Regions from separate parts of the Mus musculus genome. Here regions 1, 3, 4 and 5 are each linked to region 2. A link is a contact called in public HiCAR-type, HiChIP or PLAC-seq and Micro-C data. All regions are on one chromosome and are shown on one strand. The core of a region is the stretch at or near the end of the contact, and the rest is flanking DNA. Distances in the headings are between cores, read along the strand shown.

The links. Hi-C and Micro-C count contacts between places; a contact is called where the count stands out from the background. HiCAR-type assays count read pairs that join an accessible place to other places. HiChIP or PLAC-seq counts read pairs in DNA pulled down with a chosen protein or histone mark.
Region 1: an H3K4me3 HiChIP or PLAC-seq map of neural tube shows a contact between it and region 2, with 4 times the contacts expected there. The contact joins the enhancer-like site here to the promoter of Pcdh8 in region 2. A contact is called at or near these places in 5 of 39 promoter capture datasets (cranial neural crest, frontonasal cranial neural crest, maxillary cranial neural crest and 2 more), 2 of 484 Hi-C or Micro-C datasets (cerebral cortex and nephron progenitors), 11 of 115 datasets of contacts at active chromatin or transcription factors (SST interneurons, VIP interneurons, craniofacial prominence and 8 more) and 2 of 9 other capture datasets (embryonic stem cells and pancreatic islet).
Region 3: a contact with region 2 is called in a HiCAR-type map of kidney, with 11 times the contacts expected there. The contact joins the enhancer-like site here to the promoter of Pcdh8 in region 2. A contact is called at or near these places in 6 of 39 promoter capture datasets (cranial neural crest, frontonasal cranial neural crest, hippocampal neurons and 3 more), 4 of 484 Hi-C or Micro-C datasets (cerebellum, embryonic stem cells and uterus), 12 of 115 datasets of contacts at active chromatin or transcription factors (craniofacial prominence, differentiating embryonic stem cells, embryonic basal ganglia and 9 more) and 2 of 9 other capture datasets (embryonic stem cells and pancreatic islet).
Region 4: a contact with region 2 is called in a Micro-C map of embryonic stem cells, with 3 times the contacts expected there. The contact joins the promoter of Naa16 here to the promoter of Pcdh8 in region 2. A contact is called at or near these places in 5 of 484 Hi-C or Micro-C datasets (all in embryonic stem cells) and 3 of 115 datasets of contacts at active chromatin or transcription factors (embryonic stem cells and epiblast stem cells).
Region 5: an H3K4me3 HiChIP or PLAC-seq map of neural tube shows a contact between it and region 2, with 5 times the contacts expected there. The contact joins the enhancer-like site here to the promoter of Pcdh8 in region 2. A contact is called at or near these places in 5 of 39 promoter capture datasets (cranial neural crest, embryonic stem cells, hippocampal neurons and 2 more), 4 of 484 Hi-C or Micro-C datasets (cerebral cortex, cortical neurons and nephron progenitors), 10 of 115 datasets of contacts at active chromatin or transcription factors (VIP interneurons, embryonic basal ganglia, embryonic forebrain and 7 more) and 1 of 9 other capture datasets (embryonic stem cells).

The regions. Positions count from the first base shown.
Region 1 is chr14:80,171,599-80,174,631 of GRCm38.p6, reverse strand. No RefSeq gene overlaps it. Among named protein-coding and RNA genes, the nearest start is that of Gm31776, 72 kb to the left of the region's middle. Within about 2 kb of position 1,646, at least 12 of the 459 cell types and tissues checked have an H3K27ac peak or open chromatin away from gene starts, as enhancers often do. A contact at or near this core is called in VIP interneurons and neural tube, where this site is marked.
Region 2 is chr14:79,770,048-79,772,747 of GRCm38.p6, reverse strand. It overlaps Pcdh8 (protocadherin 8), which reads left to right and starts at 1,436. Exons shown (of 3, transcript NM_021543.4): 1 at 1,436-2,700. The coding sequence starts at 1,627. It overlaps Gm9748 (predicted gene 9748), which reads right to left. Exons shown (of 2, transcript NR_154550.1): 1 at 2,547-2,700; 2 at 6-351.
Region 3 is chr14:80,193,523-80,196,576 of GRCm38.p6, reverse strand. No RefSeq gene overlaps it. Among named protein-coding and RNA genes, the nearest start is that of Gm31776, 50 kb to the left of the region's middle. Within about 2 kb of position 1,331, at least 5 of the 459 cell types and tissues checked have an H3K27ac peak or open chromatin away from gene starts, as enhancers often do. A contact at or near this core is called in kidney, where this site is marked.
Region 4 is chr14:79,389,289-79,392,357 of GRCm38.p6, reverse strand. Naa16 (N(alpha)-acetyltransferase 16, NatA auxiliary subunit) reads left to right here and starts at 1,690. Exons shown (of 20, transcript NM_025832.2): 1 at 1,690-1,796. The coding sequence starts at 1,743.
Region 5 is chr14:80,137,790-80,140,669 of GRCm38.p6, reverse strand. No RefSeq gene overlaps it. Among named protein-coding and RNA genes, the nearest start is that of Gm31776, 110 kb to the left of the region's middle. Within about 2 kb of position 1,454, at least 22 of the 459 cell types and tissues checked have an H3K27ac peak or open chromatin away from gene starts, as enhancers often do. A contact at or near this core is called in VIP interneurons, cerebral cortex, cortical neurons and 2 more, where this site is marked.

The DNA.
Region 1 (3,033 bases), core at 397-2,896, 400 kb before region 2:
ATGTAAAGTGGATATTCTTATGTATGGAAACAACTTGATGTCACTTTCAAACCCCAGTGGATGGACACTGCTTTTCCCATACCCTCTACCTTCACTTAAAACTCCACCGAGGTGAGATCTTTCATGATGTGCTCCTACCACACTCCGAGGACCCCAGGGAAGGTATGAACGACTCCGTGGGACAATGTTCTCAAGTTCCCATTAATCACATCCAGGATGAATCCCAATATAGGCATCTGCCAGGGCATGTGGAGCCTCCTATAGAGAAACAAAGGAGGATTTAAATGCATACCTGAAAAAAAAATCCAGCCTTTCCCAGGTGTTTCCACGGCTTAATTATGCCTTTATCAGCATCCATTTCCTCTAGGTACTTAACGTCATAGCTAAAGCCTCCGCTGTGGACTGGAGAGACTAAATCACACAGACACACTTGCTATACAAATTCTCCTTCTTTCTCCCATTAATGACACAGGAGAGAAATGACTCGACTTGTGCTTATGAACAAAGAAAAGAGTTGAGCAGTTGTCCGATGACACTAATCAGAGTTAGCAGAAAATATGTTTAATTCATTTTCTACCTTTTTTTTTCCTTAGTTGAAATGTTTTGACCAGAAAATCAGAAAATTATTTCACATTTACACCTCATTAGTCTTATGTAAGCATCAGTTCACTTTTACTAAAGATAAGAGTTACCTCGAAGGCTTTTATCCAATTATTTATGCTTGATAAATGAAGCCCTGAAGTAGATTCTCAACAAATACCTAAAGACACGTATGTACTATTGTGATCCATGGAGGTTTTACAAAATGTAGATGACATCTTTAAATCAACTGGGAATGCAGAAAGAATGGGCGGAGACATTATCCAGTGATACAAACACAAAGCATGGTCAGACTGGTCTGCCAAAGCAAAAACAGACACTGCACTCGCAGTGTGTATGTAAAAGCTCGCAGACAGATCTGCATTTTATATGTGTGCATCCAACACAGTTGGAAAGAGACATACAAATACATCCATAGAGAGCTACCCTGTCTACATTATAGGTCTCATTCTTTGAGTCATTATAGCATTTGAAAACCGATAATACTAATGCAAAGAAGTGAGCGTGATTTTTTTGTTTTTGTTTTTGTTTTTGTTCTCATTTGAAGCAAGCAACAGTGTCCACTTTGTCTCCACCCCGGATGAAACAATGTCCATTTGAAATGCTATAAGAAGATGTTTTGGTTTTGTGGAGATAATTGGCTCTCAACACTCCTAGTAATTAACAGCATCAGGTCCAGTCCCTCAGGCAGCATTTGGTCACCCATTGCCTATCCATGTGTGAGCAAATGGGAGAGTGCAAGGGTGACGGGAACAGATGGGGAAGAGATACAAGTACTGGCACCTTGCATGGATGCCACATGCTGTTGTTCTTTTTCTGTCCCCATCATTAGCGCCTCTGGCTTCAAAACTAGGTCTGAAGAGCCCATGGGCAAGTACAGCTGCTACCAGCTGTGCAGGCTACTCTTCCTATCTCCTGCACCACTCACTTGGCAACCTCTGGCACAAAGAAGGAATTTCTGTGCTAAGTCCTTCACTGTCTAGACATGTGGGTCTCACAGTTGATTTTTTTCCTTTGCAACAATAACAACTCAGTAGGGCTGTAGTTAGGGGTTAATTGGGCATAAAGACAAAATGTGAAAAGACCCAGCTGTTCCTCTCAGGGAGAATTCCAGAGAGTTATTATAATGAGAAGAACCTTTCAACAATGATGCTCTGTCTGGTGATCACACCAAGACCCCAGATGTGACTAAAGTCGTGGAGAGGAATGTCAGTAGGGGACACTAGAGAAAGGGGCTATGAAAACGAGAAAGGATGGAGAAAGCAATGGCTACTAAGAAATATTATTCAGATTTTTAGATAAGAACAGAGTGGTTGATGTTTATTAAACAGAAGATCATTAACAGTACACAAAACTCAGGGTAATTCTCGTTTTTTAAATGAGAATCTATGGGATCTAAAAAAAAAATGGTTGCATTGAACTAGCCAACAAATACAGGTCTTTGTTTTAAATTTACATAACCCCTTGGAAGCCTCTACCACCTCCCGCTACTGCCCCCAGGAGTCCTCCCCTACTGCCCCCAGGAGTCCTCCCCTACTGCCCCCAGGAGTCCTCCCCTACTGCCCCCAGGAGTCCTCCCTTACTGCCCCCAGGAGTCCTCCCCTAGAGTTCTGCTACTTTGGATCAACTGTCTAGCAGAATGACTTTGAACAGGTCACTGGACTTCAGAGTCCATCTCTGCAAACAAGAGCATCCACTCCAAGCACGGTGACAGCTTCCTGCCTCAAAATTACCTGTCAAATGTATTTCAAATGTACATTTCTGGATCTCTTCATAAATTTAATACATCGAAATCTCTGTGGTAGGATGCCCAAGGTTCAATTATTAATTTCTCTTAATAAGGCTGAAGGACTGGTAGAACAGCTGGTTTCTGAAACATCTTTTAGATGCAAAATCCTGTTGCTCTGGCGGTAGATGTGGTACCCAAGGAAATCTCAGTACATTCAAAATTGGTCCTAAAACAAACAAACAAACAAAACCTCTCAAAATAGTTCCATGTAGTGAAAATTATTTTTAACCACAAGAAGTAATTTTGATGACTTTAAGTTACTTCCAAGATCTAGTTCCTTCTTGAAAGATAAAGATTGATTTCTAAACAGACAGTGAATAAAAACTTCAAATTTAGGACTTTTCCGGAAAATGCCCTAGGCCACACATCATTTTTGAAAACAGACCTCTATTGGGTTGATTTTAAAGGAGCCCGTACTCTTTGGGGGAAATGAATGATTTTTAGTTTTGTGCCTAGCTTTTTAACAGCTGAACCATCTCTCCAGCCCATGAATAACTTAAAAACAAAACAAAAACAAAAGCAAAACTTGATCATCTTGATTATACCTTCCAAATGGTTGAGCCAGATGAAATTGCTTTTTACTTGCAAGAACAGCAATTCCCTGTGGTTCAGCCTAACTTATATGTATGTGTGTTTGTGTGTGT
Region 2 (2,700 bases), core at 187-2,686:
AACATGCTTAGCAAACTCATTGTCTTTATTTCTCCAAGTGTGTGACTTGTGTTTGTAACTCTCCCTTCTTCCTGTGTATTTACATCGCCTGTTCAATAGAGTCCTTCGGTAAGAATCAATAAGAATCAGTCTTGTTCCAGGTTGGCACAACCTGTCCTTCAGCTCCGGGAGTGGAGATACCTGGATACCTACGGAGGCATCTCGAGGACCCCAGCCAGGGAAAGTGGTAATGCTGAAGTTCTACGGTTTCATAGGCAGATGGCTAAGTTACCCCAGGTTCCTGCCAGGTTTCAACGTCACGCTGTGATTTTGTTCTTCTGGAACAGGGCGAGTGTTGCTTCCAGAGAGGCCCTATTAGAACAGAAAGCAAATCCTCTAAATAGGCGGAACAAGGCATCAGGAGGAAAACGATCTCTAAATGCACTTTAGTAGGAACCCGGTATTGTGTGGGATTCAGCGCCCATCACCGTTTAGCCTGAGAGTTATGGCACGGATTGAGGGTGAATAGAGAGGCATAATGGAGACATGTGGCGTTTGCTCATTATATTCAAGTTAGCCCAACTCTACTGTGGAAACTGTTCAACTTTCTCTCCCCCTCTAGCTTGTCATAGTGAAATAATACAGACATCGGGGCCTCCAATGGGATCGCCTGCCACGCCATTCTATTTCCACTACTAACGAGGGCTTCATAAGCCTTTGATACAGTCTGATCTTTGAAACCTTTCCAAATCTCCTCAAGCTTATGCTAAATCCTATTTGGAACTTTATTTTTCCTTGCCTGCTAGCACCTAGGGCTTAAGGAAGCCATTTGAACAGTGACATGCATACTAACGTGTATCGCAGGGCTCTTTTCTGAAAGGCAAGTGGCACCGGTGCTCACACGAGCAAAACACAATTGCGTACACAAATGTGAATAAAATCAGTTTTGCTCTACCCTTCACTCTTCTTCATCGACAGGTTATTCCCCACACCGGTGGGAAGCTGAGGGAGGAGGCGAACAGAGAGCCTCGCTCCCCAGAGCAAGTTTTGAAGCCTTTAAAATGCAAAATAAAGGGGCGGATGGGGGGTAGGATGTGAGACCCGGAGCTTCTGAAGAGAAACCCAGCTTGTTCGGGCTTAGTACCCGCAGCGGCGGGCAGAAGAGACCGGGTGCCTGGCACCCAATTTCCAAAAATCATCAGCTTCGTTTACTTCAGAGCCCAGTGCTAACTCATTGCAAGCAAGGTGCTAACAGAAAATGGGAGCAGGAGTTTTTAAAACAAAGGAAAGATTCCCTCATTTTCCTTCCCTGTTTTCTCCTCTAAGCCTTTCCACATTAAAGGGATTGTCGGTGGTTGGCGGAGGAGCGGCGCTGTGGCTAAGCGACCATTGGCTGGCCCCTTCCAGTGATTTGCATATCGGCAGCTATAAAGACGGAGGCGGCGCTCGCCAGCGCAGCTCCAGCCCAGGGAAAGGAGGCGGAGGCGCCGAGTGAGGGTGGGTCTGCGCGTCCTCCGAGCCAGCCCGAGCCGGAGCTGCAGCTTTTCCCGCACGGGGCTCGCAGAGCCTGGGACTCACGCTCCGATCTGCACGCCGGGGAAGACTCTTTAGGTTAGCCTTTCGGAATAGCAGTTGGGGATTGGCGATATGAGTCCTGCGAAGCGCTGGGGCAGCCCTTGCCTTTTCCCCTTGCAGCTATTTAGTCTCTGCTGGGTGCTCTCAGTGGCCCAGAGCAAGACAGTCCGATACAGCACGTTCGAAGAGGATGCCCCTGGCACAGTCATCGGAACCCTTGCAGAAGACCTGCACATGAAAGTGTCTGGAGACACAAGCTTCCGCCTGATGAAGCAATTCAACAGCTCTCTGCTCCGGGTACGCGAGGGCGACGGGCAGCTGACCGTCGGGGATGCGGGCCTGGACCGTGAGCGTCTGTGTGGCCCGTCCCCACAGTGCGTGCTGGCCTTCGATGTTGTCAGCTTCTCGCAGGAACAGTTCCGCCTGGTGCACGTGGAGGTGGAGGTGAGGGATGTAAACGACCACGCGCCCCGCTTTCCCCGAGCCCAGATCCCGGTGGAGGTCTCAGAGAGCGCTCCGGTAGGCACACGCATCCCCCTGGAGGTGCCCGTGGACGAGGACGTGGGTGCCAACGGGCTGCAGAGTGTACGCCTAGCCGAGCCTCACAGCCCCTTCCGCGTGGAGCTGCAGACGCGCGCGGACGGTGCCCAGTGTGCGGACCTGGTGCTGCTACAGGAGTTGGACCGCGAGAGCCAGGCCTCCTACAGCCTGGAGCTGGTGGCTCAGGATGGCGGGCGACCGCCGCGTTCCGCCACAGCAGCCCTCAGCGTGCGTGTGCTAGATGCCAATGACCACAGCCCGGCCTTCCCACAGGGTGCCGTGGCAGAGGTGGAATTGGCCGAGGACGCACCTGTGGGATCGCTGCTGCTCGACCTGGACGCTGCCGATCCCGACGAAGGTCCCAACGGCGACGTTGTGTTCACCTTCGGCGCCCGCACCCCTCCCGAAGCCCGCCACCTCTTCCGGCTCGACCCGCGCTCTGGCCGCCTCACCTTGGCTGGGCAGGTGGACTACGAGCGCCAGGACACCTACGAGCTGGACGTGCGGGCTCAAGACCGAGGTCCAGGGCCCCGGACAGCCACCTGCAAGGTTATCGTGCGCATCCGAGACGTCAACGACAACGCTCCTGAAATTTCTATCACTCCT
Region 3 (3,054 bases), core at 82-2,581, 420 kb before region 2:
TAGGTTACAAAAGTAACAAGTGACAGGACAAACCTATGAGCGAGCATTTGCTCAGCCCCTGCTTCTGTCACATTTGCTAGGGTCCCATTGCTTAAACAGGTCACATAGCCAAAGTCAACATGGGAGACAACTAACAAATGTGATCCCTCAGTGCTGTCACCATAACAACACCATAAAATCCAGTACATTTATTTAAGCATCTTGTTGTATACCCAAGCCTTGTACACATCTGCCATGTCCCTGCAGCAGTTTTTCAGTGAGTCTGTGCCTTGCTTATGAGAGAAGATACAACAGCCCACAAAATCTGCAGGAAGGGCTGATGATCACAGTGTTGTAAGTGTGAGTCTCCTTCTCCTCAGGTGCAGATGATGTTGTCCTTGTATTGCTCCGATACTTAGCTGTTTAAACTATGTCTCCACTACCGTAGGGGTGGTAAGCAGACATGATATCCGCCCATAGCACTTGTAACATACTATCCCAAGTCTGATAACTACTGTAGACATAACTTACAAACTTTTAACATTTACTCAAACTTTTCAGGTTTCACGTAGAGAAATGAGCACATAAATATCAGGCGACTTGCTTTAATTAAGTCAAAGACTCCCGCCACCCCCTCTACTATCTCCTAAGTTGTTGCTTTAATTTATATCTTTCACATCCGTATCCCAGGCAGAATCTGCTGTTACCCATCTATAATCTCAGACTGATGCAGAGGATCATGAGAAGTTTATGGCTAGCTTGAACAACTATTTGGCCCTGTGCCCACTCTCACAAAAAATAAATAAATAAATAATGTGCATTCCAGTTACATACTTCAAATGGAAACTTCTGCAATTCATAAATAGGATTCAAAAGATACTTAAAATTCTTCCTTCTTATTCACTTTGTAAGATCCTGTTTCCTCATTGCAATTCCTTTCCTGGTAGGGATGAGTACCAATGAAGAGGAAGTTAATGAGAGTCACAAAGTGGCATTTCTGAATTCTCCTCACTTCAGTCTGACCCCATCAAGTAAGCCCAGGCGTTGGGGAATTTCAGCACCTCTATTATTGCTTTTGCATGTCAGCCACCTTCAAAAATGTTTCTGTTCTGATTTAGTTACCTATTAATCTGTGCCCCAGAACCACTTTTGTTCCAGTACTTTGAGAACTGGGATATCTTTTCCCCAAAGTAATCTCTTAGGGTAGAGCTCTCCTCTGAAAGGAAAATTTTTGCAATGGCACTCTAAAGTGGACTAAAGGGCAAGATGCTGAAAATAAAACTACTTTCTCCCTCTCATAAACGCCAAGTGAGTCTGTCAGGGAAAACACAGGAACACCAGACCTGGAAAAGGTCAAAGTCCCTGGGCCACCTGGGGCCACTCAGAACTCCAAGGTCTTCCAAGTCCACGTGTCCTTGCCTATCTGAGAACTGAACAATTGTTGAGGCATGAGAACTCTAAACAGCTACAAATCACTAATAAATCTGTACAAAAGGACACTAAAAATCCAAACTCATCTTTACCAAGTGAAGGGTGTGCCAACAGAAGGGAAAATAAACAGAGCATGCTGAGAGACACACAAGCAAGGGACTAACACACCAATTCAAAGGCTTGTCAGCCCTCTCTTCAGAGTGCCTGACAGCAGGAAGCCAATTACTCCAGAAAGAATGAAGTTTGTTTTATGGGCTCCCTATAACAAACTCAGTCCCTTCATTCTAATATCAAGGAAGAATTTTACATTTCCAGTGGAAGCCAGCAGAGTTCTCAGTGGATGGTCTTGAGTTTGCCTTAGAGGTTAAAGCTATGAGCAATGAGAGGAATAAACAGGCTTTTTAATTCACTAAAATTAGCTCTTGTGATTAATCTGTGGCACTCAATTTGTTATAACATTCAATAGAAGACGCTGGCCTCAGAGTACAATAGCTAATGCTATAACATAATGTCTGTCCTCATGAGCCCCTAATGTGACCAGCATTTTAATCCTATTGGCATTGGTGACCCATCATCTTCCACAGAGAGATGGAGGATGAACCAAAGAGCACCACTTTCCATGTGACACCATTATTATTATTATTAAATAATAACAATCTCTTAAAAGTTTGCACATGAAAAACAATAACTTGTTTTCATTACAAGTTCATCTTTCTTCTGATGTAGAACAAAAATACCTGGTTTGTCTCTTGTTTATCTTTCCATTTCCGTTATATTCAGAGGAACAGAGGGTGAGATTCTTAACTACTTCACACTATCTTTGGTTAAATACTATTATGAAGTGCCTCCCTGAAATCCAGAACATCTGCCAGACAAGAGTAGGACTTCCCATGTTGAGAAAAGAAATACTTAGCTACTTGGGGTGATAGAAATATCTGGCTAACCCCTGATAGTTCAGTGTTTGTAATTGTCCCAGAAAGCCATTCTAACTCGGTCATTTGACGATAAGAAGAATGCACTACACTTAAAAAATAAATAAAATGTAAAAACCCTACCATGACATTTCTGTGTCACACTGGCAAATTTCTTCAAACGTCAACACAAAGAGAATGAAAAGGAAAGAGCCCATTCTCCCTCCTTTGAATGGCGGTTTTCATGTCAGCAGCATGCTACTCCTTCTTCTGAATACTGAATTCTAATTTCAAGTGTGATGCTATCATTAGCCGTGGTTTACCTCATTACACTGATTACTTATTTTTCCAAACACTTAGGGAAGTTTCTAGTTATCTTTTCATGATTAATTTTTCCCTTCATTACAATGTGGTCAGAGAGCATGCCCCAAAATTCTCCGCTTTGATTATGATCCAGTGTGGAGAGCATGCCCTGTAGGGACCGAAGTTGGTTGACTTTATTTTTGCTATACTGCAGTTGAAGACAGTTGAAGAGAGCAAGGTCCTAAGCATGTTGGTTAGGTCAATTGTGCAATTCTATATCTCTAACTACTTTTTTCTCTTCCCGTTACATAAAAATGTGTGTGTACAAGTGTGATGTAGTCATATGTGGCACGTTGTATGGCTATCTGTGTCTATCTGTGAATTTATGTGTGGAGGACAGAAGTTTATGGTGGACAATCTCTTCTATTTA
Region 4 (3,069 bases), core at 441-2,940, 380 kb after region 2:
AAAACTCAAGAAACAAAAATGTTGTTTCAGGCCAAGCATCCGTGGCACATGCCTTTAATCCCAGCACTTGGGAGGCAGAGGCAGGCAGATCTCTAAAAGTTTGGGTCCAGCCTGGTCTACAGAGCAATTTTCAGGACAGCCAAGGCTAGACAGAGAAACCCTCTCTCAAGACAAAACAAAACAAAACAAAACAAAAGAAGATCAAACCCTCTCAAACATAGGGGACGGAGTGGGGGGCATAGGATGAAGTTCACCTGAAAGCAAACATTGCATCTGTCAATGTGGTGTCTTATGTAGAATTATTACCTATAGTTATCTCTGGCAAGTGATTGACACGGGCAACCCTATCTTGAGTCACCTTCCATGTTAGACAGTGGTGGCGCACGCCTTTGATCCCAGCTTTAGGGAGGCAGAGGTAGGCAGATTTCTGAGTTTGAGGTTAGCCTGGTCTACAGAGTGAGTTCCAGGACAGCGAAGGGTACACAGAGAAACCCTGTCTCTGAAAAACAAAACAAGCAAAAGGGTTCTGGAGAATGAACTTTATAGGATGTGCCATTTCCCGATTCCTGTAGCTTCTTCCGTCCCCTTAAAAAAAAAAAAAAAAAAAAGGCTCTCACTACATAGCCTAGCCTGGCTTTGAACTTGTAATCCTCTTGCCCTTGATTTTCCAGTACTATTACTACAGGCACGTGCAGAAATTAGGATTCAGAATTTATATGTTTATATACATATGTTTACACACACCTTTTAATACTACACCAACATCTGGTATGTGATCCTTCTTGTCACAGATGTCTATCTGTATGTTCTTGCGTGTTGTTAGTATGTTTCATTTTTTTGGAGAAGTCATCCCTGAAACATTCTAGGATTGTATCCTGTTTTTCCCATTATTGGGTAGTCTATGTGGTGAAAGAGGCAGTAGACTCGAGGATCAGTAGATCTGTAAAAATTCTGCAATTATTACTGAAAATGTTGGGTTCCCTCGCGGCTGAGACTTTTTTTTTTTTTTCTCCTTCCTATCCTTTGCCTAAAGGGGCTGTCTCGCCAGTTCCATCATTTCAAGGTCTGATCACTACTTTCATATGCAATGAAAAGATAAGGCTTCTTTTTTTGTTGTTGTTTTTTGTTTTTCGAAACAGGGTTTCTCTGTATAGCCCTGACTGTCCTGGAACTCACTCTGTAGACCAGGCTGGCCTCGAACTCAGAACTAGTGCTGGGATTAAAGGCGATTAAAGGCGTGCGCCACCACCGCCCGGTTTAAGGCTTCTTTTTAAGAGTCCTTTTAAAAACAGCAAGAAAAGGAAGGACAAATGGATTCTAAACCAAGAGTGTTCGTGGTATTAAGCAGGGTTTCCACTGCACAAAAGAATAAAAGTTAACTCGGAAAACAGTTTTACATCATCTAGGACAGAAGCCTAATAACCAGCGTGAGACGAACAGTCCAGAGATTAGGGCGAGTAAATGACTAGGCGCTTAAGACGTGACAGGAGCCACAGCCCTGCACCGACCCGGAGACCTCCCGGGTGAGAAGAGTCTAGTCTTTCTCTTGGCCGCGAGACTGCGCATGCGCACCCCGCGGGGGGGCGGGGCGAGCCCTGGTCGCCATCTTGGCGCGCGCGGGCTTCCCTCCCGGGCCGCCCACTGGAGTGCGCTGTGTTCCGCTTCCCGTGGCATCCCGCCGAGGTAACCCGCGGCCCGGGTCCTGGCTGGTCGCTCGAGCAGGCCTCCCCATCGCCGCCACGATGCCCTGCGTGCAGCTGCCCGCCAAGGAGAGCGCCCTCTTCAAGCGCGTGCTGGTGAGCGGTGGCCCGCCCGACCCCTGCGCGCTTTCTTTCCCACCGAGCCGGGCTCTCCTCCGGCCGCTTCTCCTTCCGTTCCCCCGCGGCGCTCCCTCCCTGACTCTGGAGCTCCCCACTGCGGGAGCTTTCCAGAAAGTTCCCCGGCCGAGTCGCCGGAACCCCGGCGCCGGGCTCAGCGGGTCCCTGCAGTCCTCCCCTCGGAGTAGTCCGAGCTGCTTCGGGTCCAGGCTGGGCCAAGCACCGCTGCTTGCGGGGTACGGGAACATGGAGCCCGCGATCCTCGGGAGCCCATGCCTCTGTGCGGGAGAGTTTGCATGTTTGTGCGGGCCCGGTTTTGGAAGTGATTTGCCAGAAACTTGCTTCTAACTCGTCCTCGTGATGAAAGCTGCGGAGAAGGGCTTTGTGCTTGAGACCCTTTACGTGGCTTTGAAGCCTGAATAAGAATAGTAATAATGATGATTAATAACAAGTTGCCTTGGTCATGTTAGACCCATGCCCAGCTAAACGAGGTTCGGTTTTACGTTTTTAAAGTTTACTTAAGACATGCTCACTCTGTAGCCCTGGCTGGCCTGGATCTCTCTATGCAGACAAAGCTAGCCTAGATTTTAGAGCTGCTTTTTTTTTTTTTGCCTCTCGAGTGCTGGGATTCAAGGCATTTGCCACTGTGCCCAGACAAGAAGTTTTCTCTGGGGAGTGTGCCAGCATATCTGCCACCTTGGCACCTTGACCAGGTTATATCCTTTCAGGGAGGAGAGAGGTGACACGCTTCTTCTCTGTATGTTGCGGGGCTCTTAAAGATTTAGAAAAGAAAATGAGTTAATAGCGGTATGTTCTAAGCTGCCCTTTTAATTTGAGAATGTGCTACTTGCTGGGCAAGCTTTTAGATTTCAGGGTGAATTTGTATTGAGAGCACGTGGCTGAATAGCGTTAGCTGTTGAGTAAGGAAACACTGATCTTAATACTTTGTTGCCATCACCTGACAAAATGTTACACTTAGTACTGGCTCAAGCCAACAGAAGCTTGACATGTAGCATTGAGAATGTTAACAATGATACAAGTGGACTAGGGGACTACTTTTTTTCTTTTTTTTTTTTCTTTTTTTTTCTTTTTCTTTCTTTCTTTTTTTTTTTTTTTTTTTGAGATGGCCATATATTTCAGGTTGGCCAAAAATAACCTTGAACTCATCTGCTTTTGCCTGGAGGGTGATGGGATTACAGTTCTGGATACCACATCTAGCCTTGGGATGATAATGTTTCAAATCTCAGTTTGG
Region 5 (2,880 bases), core at 205-2,704, 370 kb before region 2:
CTTCTCAGCAACAGCTAGTATGCATAAATAGGTTTCTAGCTGAGATTTCGAAATTCTGGTTTTCCTACATTTACAAGATAGTCATCAAAGTGCTCACAGTCAGCTATTGGATGGATCACAGGGCCCCCAATGGAGGAGCTAGAGAAAGTATCCAAGGAGCTAAAGGGATCTGCAACCCTGTAGGTACAACATTATGAACTAACCAGTACCCCGGAGCTCTTGACTCTAGCTGCATATGTATCAAAAGATGGCCTAGTAGACCATCACTGGAAAGAGAGGCCCACTGGACAGGAAAACTTTATATGCCCCAGTACAGGGGAATGCCAGGGCCAAAAAGTGGGAATGGGTGGGTAGGGGAGTGGTGGGGAGGGTATGGGGGACTTTTGGGATAGCATTGGAAATGTAATTGAGGAAAATACATAATAAAAAAAAGACAGTCATCAAAGATTAAAAATCACAAAAGAGGAATCACTTGCATATTACTAGTTTCCTAATATGTTGACTCCCGAAATATTTTTTAACCCTTCGTTTCTGTTCTTGGATAACCCTTGTCTATAAAGAAAAATGTATGTGGCTACAAGGAAAGAAGTTGGGAAGTTGAGAGACAGTGCTGAGGTCCTTGTGGTTTGGTGGACGTTGCTTCTTGACATTCTCAAAGTGTCCATTAAAGGAACATTAAGGAGCCAATTCCATTGTGTTTATGTCTACTTTATCACTTCCGATCTTAGAGAAATTAGACAATTCAGATTCTTAAGTCTACATCTCCCCAAAACAGGTATGGCTAGCACTGTCTTAACCCATTAGCTCCTGATCACAAAGCTACCATTCTCCTCGGGAAAGCTGCTTCCTTACAAAGTGGAGGAATTTAAAAGGAACACTTCTTTGATTCTCAGAACAATAAAGAAGGCTTAAATCTTGTCACTGTTCACTTCAGGCCTGTCTTGCTCACTGGCTCAGGCAGCTGCTGGGGCTGACTGCAGGCTACAGAGGGGGCAAAGGGCAACAGCAAAAGAAGCAACATTTTAAGCATCACACCCATTCTGCTGTAGGCTTGGAAGTGCCTGTCTCCTCCAGCACTTGACTCCCCCACCGAATCTCCCAATGACAAAGACTATTTGAATGTGCTGCCCTAGTAACACTGGCTGACCCCCGGGAGCTGCCTGTATTCATTAATAGCAGTTCCTGAGTCTTGCCAGTTAATATAAGACACTCTCCAGAGACGTGCTCCATCACTCCTTATTTGGTTTCAAGGATCTTGATTGCAACTGAGAGACTTAGAATTTAAGAGGACAGGTGAGTGGGGGAGGGGGAAAGATAGCAGAGGAGGAAGGGGCTGGGGCTCAGTTAGTGGTTGGGAAGAGGAAATTGATGCACTGGCCGAGGAGGGATGTGGACACTCAGAAAATCACAGATGCGAAGCATGACACAGGGAGGCAGAACAACAAGGGGAAGGCAGAATAGAGCAGAGAGGAGGAAAGGCTGGCTGGAAGGGGCCCTTTTCAAAGCAGAGCTCATTATCCCCTTGGCAGACATGCTAGTTATAAGGCCCTGATGCCCTGATGTGGCTTGCCTCATATTCTCAGAGCTGACAATGGTTATTTCCTGATAGCCCTGCTGAGGGGAGTCGGGGAAGGGGCCAGACTAGCAAAGGAACTGGAAAAAAAAAAAAAAAGGAGAAGAGCAGTATTGCAATTTGGGCGATGATTTCCAAGAAGGCTGTTACACAAGGAGAAAGCTGTCCAGCCCCTCCTCAGCAAGGCAGCATACATTTAGAGCTGACTGCCAAGACGATGCCTTGTCTGACAAAAATGTTTGAAGAAAATAATTTGCGGGTAATGGAGAGAAAATAAAGGCTTTTATCCATATTATCATGCCTATGCTTGCTCATTAAGGCTTCCCTTTCTTCCATTTTCCTCCTTGTTTGTGCCTTTACTCTTCACGTTGGGGGGGGGGGGAATGAGGGTTCACCACATCTCTAGCAGAAAGGGGGAAAATGAATGATTTCCATAATGTATTATTATATCAGGAAATTTTAAACTTAATGTTATAAATCTCTTTTTGCCGCTGAATAGGCTGTCAATTTGAAGAACAACTGTTTAGTTCTTCATACTTTATAGTGTGTGAGTTTAATTAATCACAATGGAATCCTATTCGAACTTTTTTCCAACCCAACAAGCAATTGTTTCCTATAGCACGCCATTTCCTTCTAACTAAGAATGGCACTAACTGGAGAAAACATTAAAACCCTGATGCGCGTCGTAATGAACTCCATGCAAAGTACTTATATTAATGTAATGGAGTTGAGATCTTAATTGCACTCGTGTTTATATTTGCAACCTCCTTTTCTAAAGCCTTTTTATTTTACTAAATGATTTGAACAACGAGGTAGGAGAGGTTACATGGCCTGCTAAATAGAGATGGGTTTCTCACACTAAAGGAGGAGAAATGAATCTGGGAGGAAAGACTGGCTAATTTAATTTCGTAAAGTAGGTTTTATTCTCAGCAGATAATGGTGAAAATTGCTCTGTAAAGCAATCTTTGCAGAGCCCGAAAATGTTCCCTGGACGCTTAAAAAGAAGCATGTCCAAGAGCCCTTTTTGTTCCTCCCTATGACAACCATTAGCTGCCACTGAAAAACCTTCAGCTTGAGAGATGAACCTGTGCAAAGCAATTTAGGCAGATATGTCCTCTGGCCTTTGGTGTGAAAGAGCTGATAGACAGTAAGATCATTTCCAGCGGAACTTAAAGATCGGAGCTATAGGGGATGGGAAGGACATCCCACATAAAGCCTCATATTCAATTAAGGACTGTTACTTGATGCGTGAATGAGTAATTGAAGCTGCCAGGGCTTTGAGTCTGAGGATAGAGACTCGCCTTTCC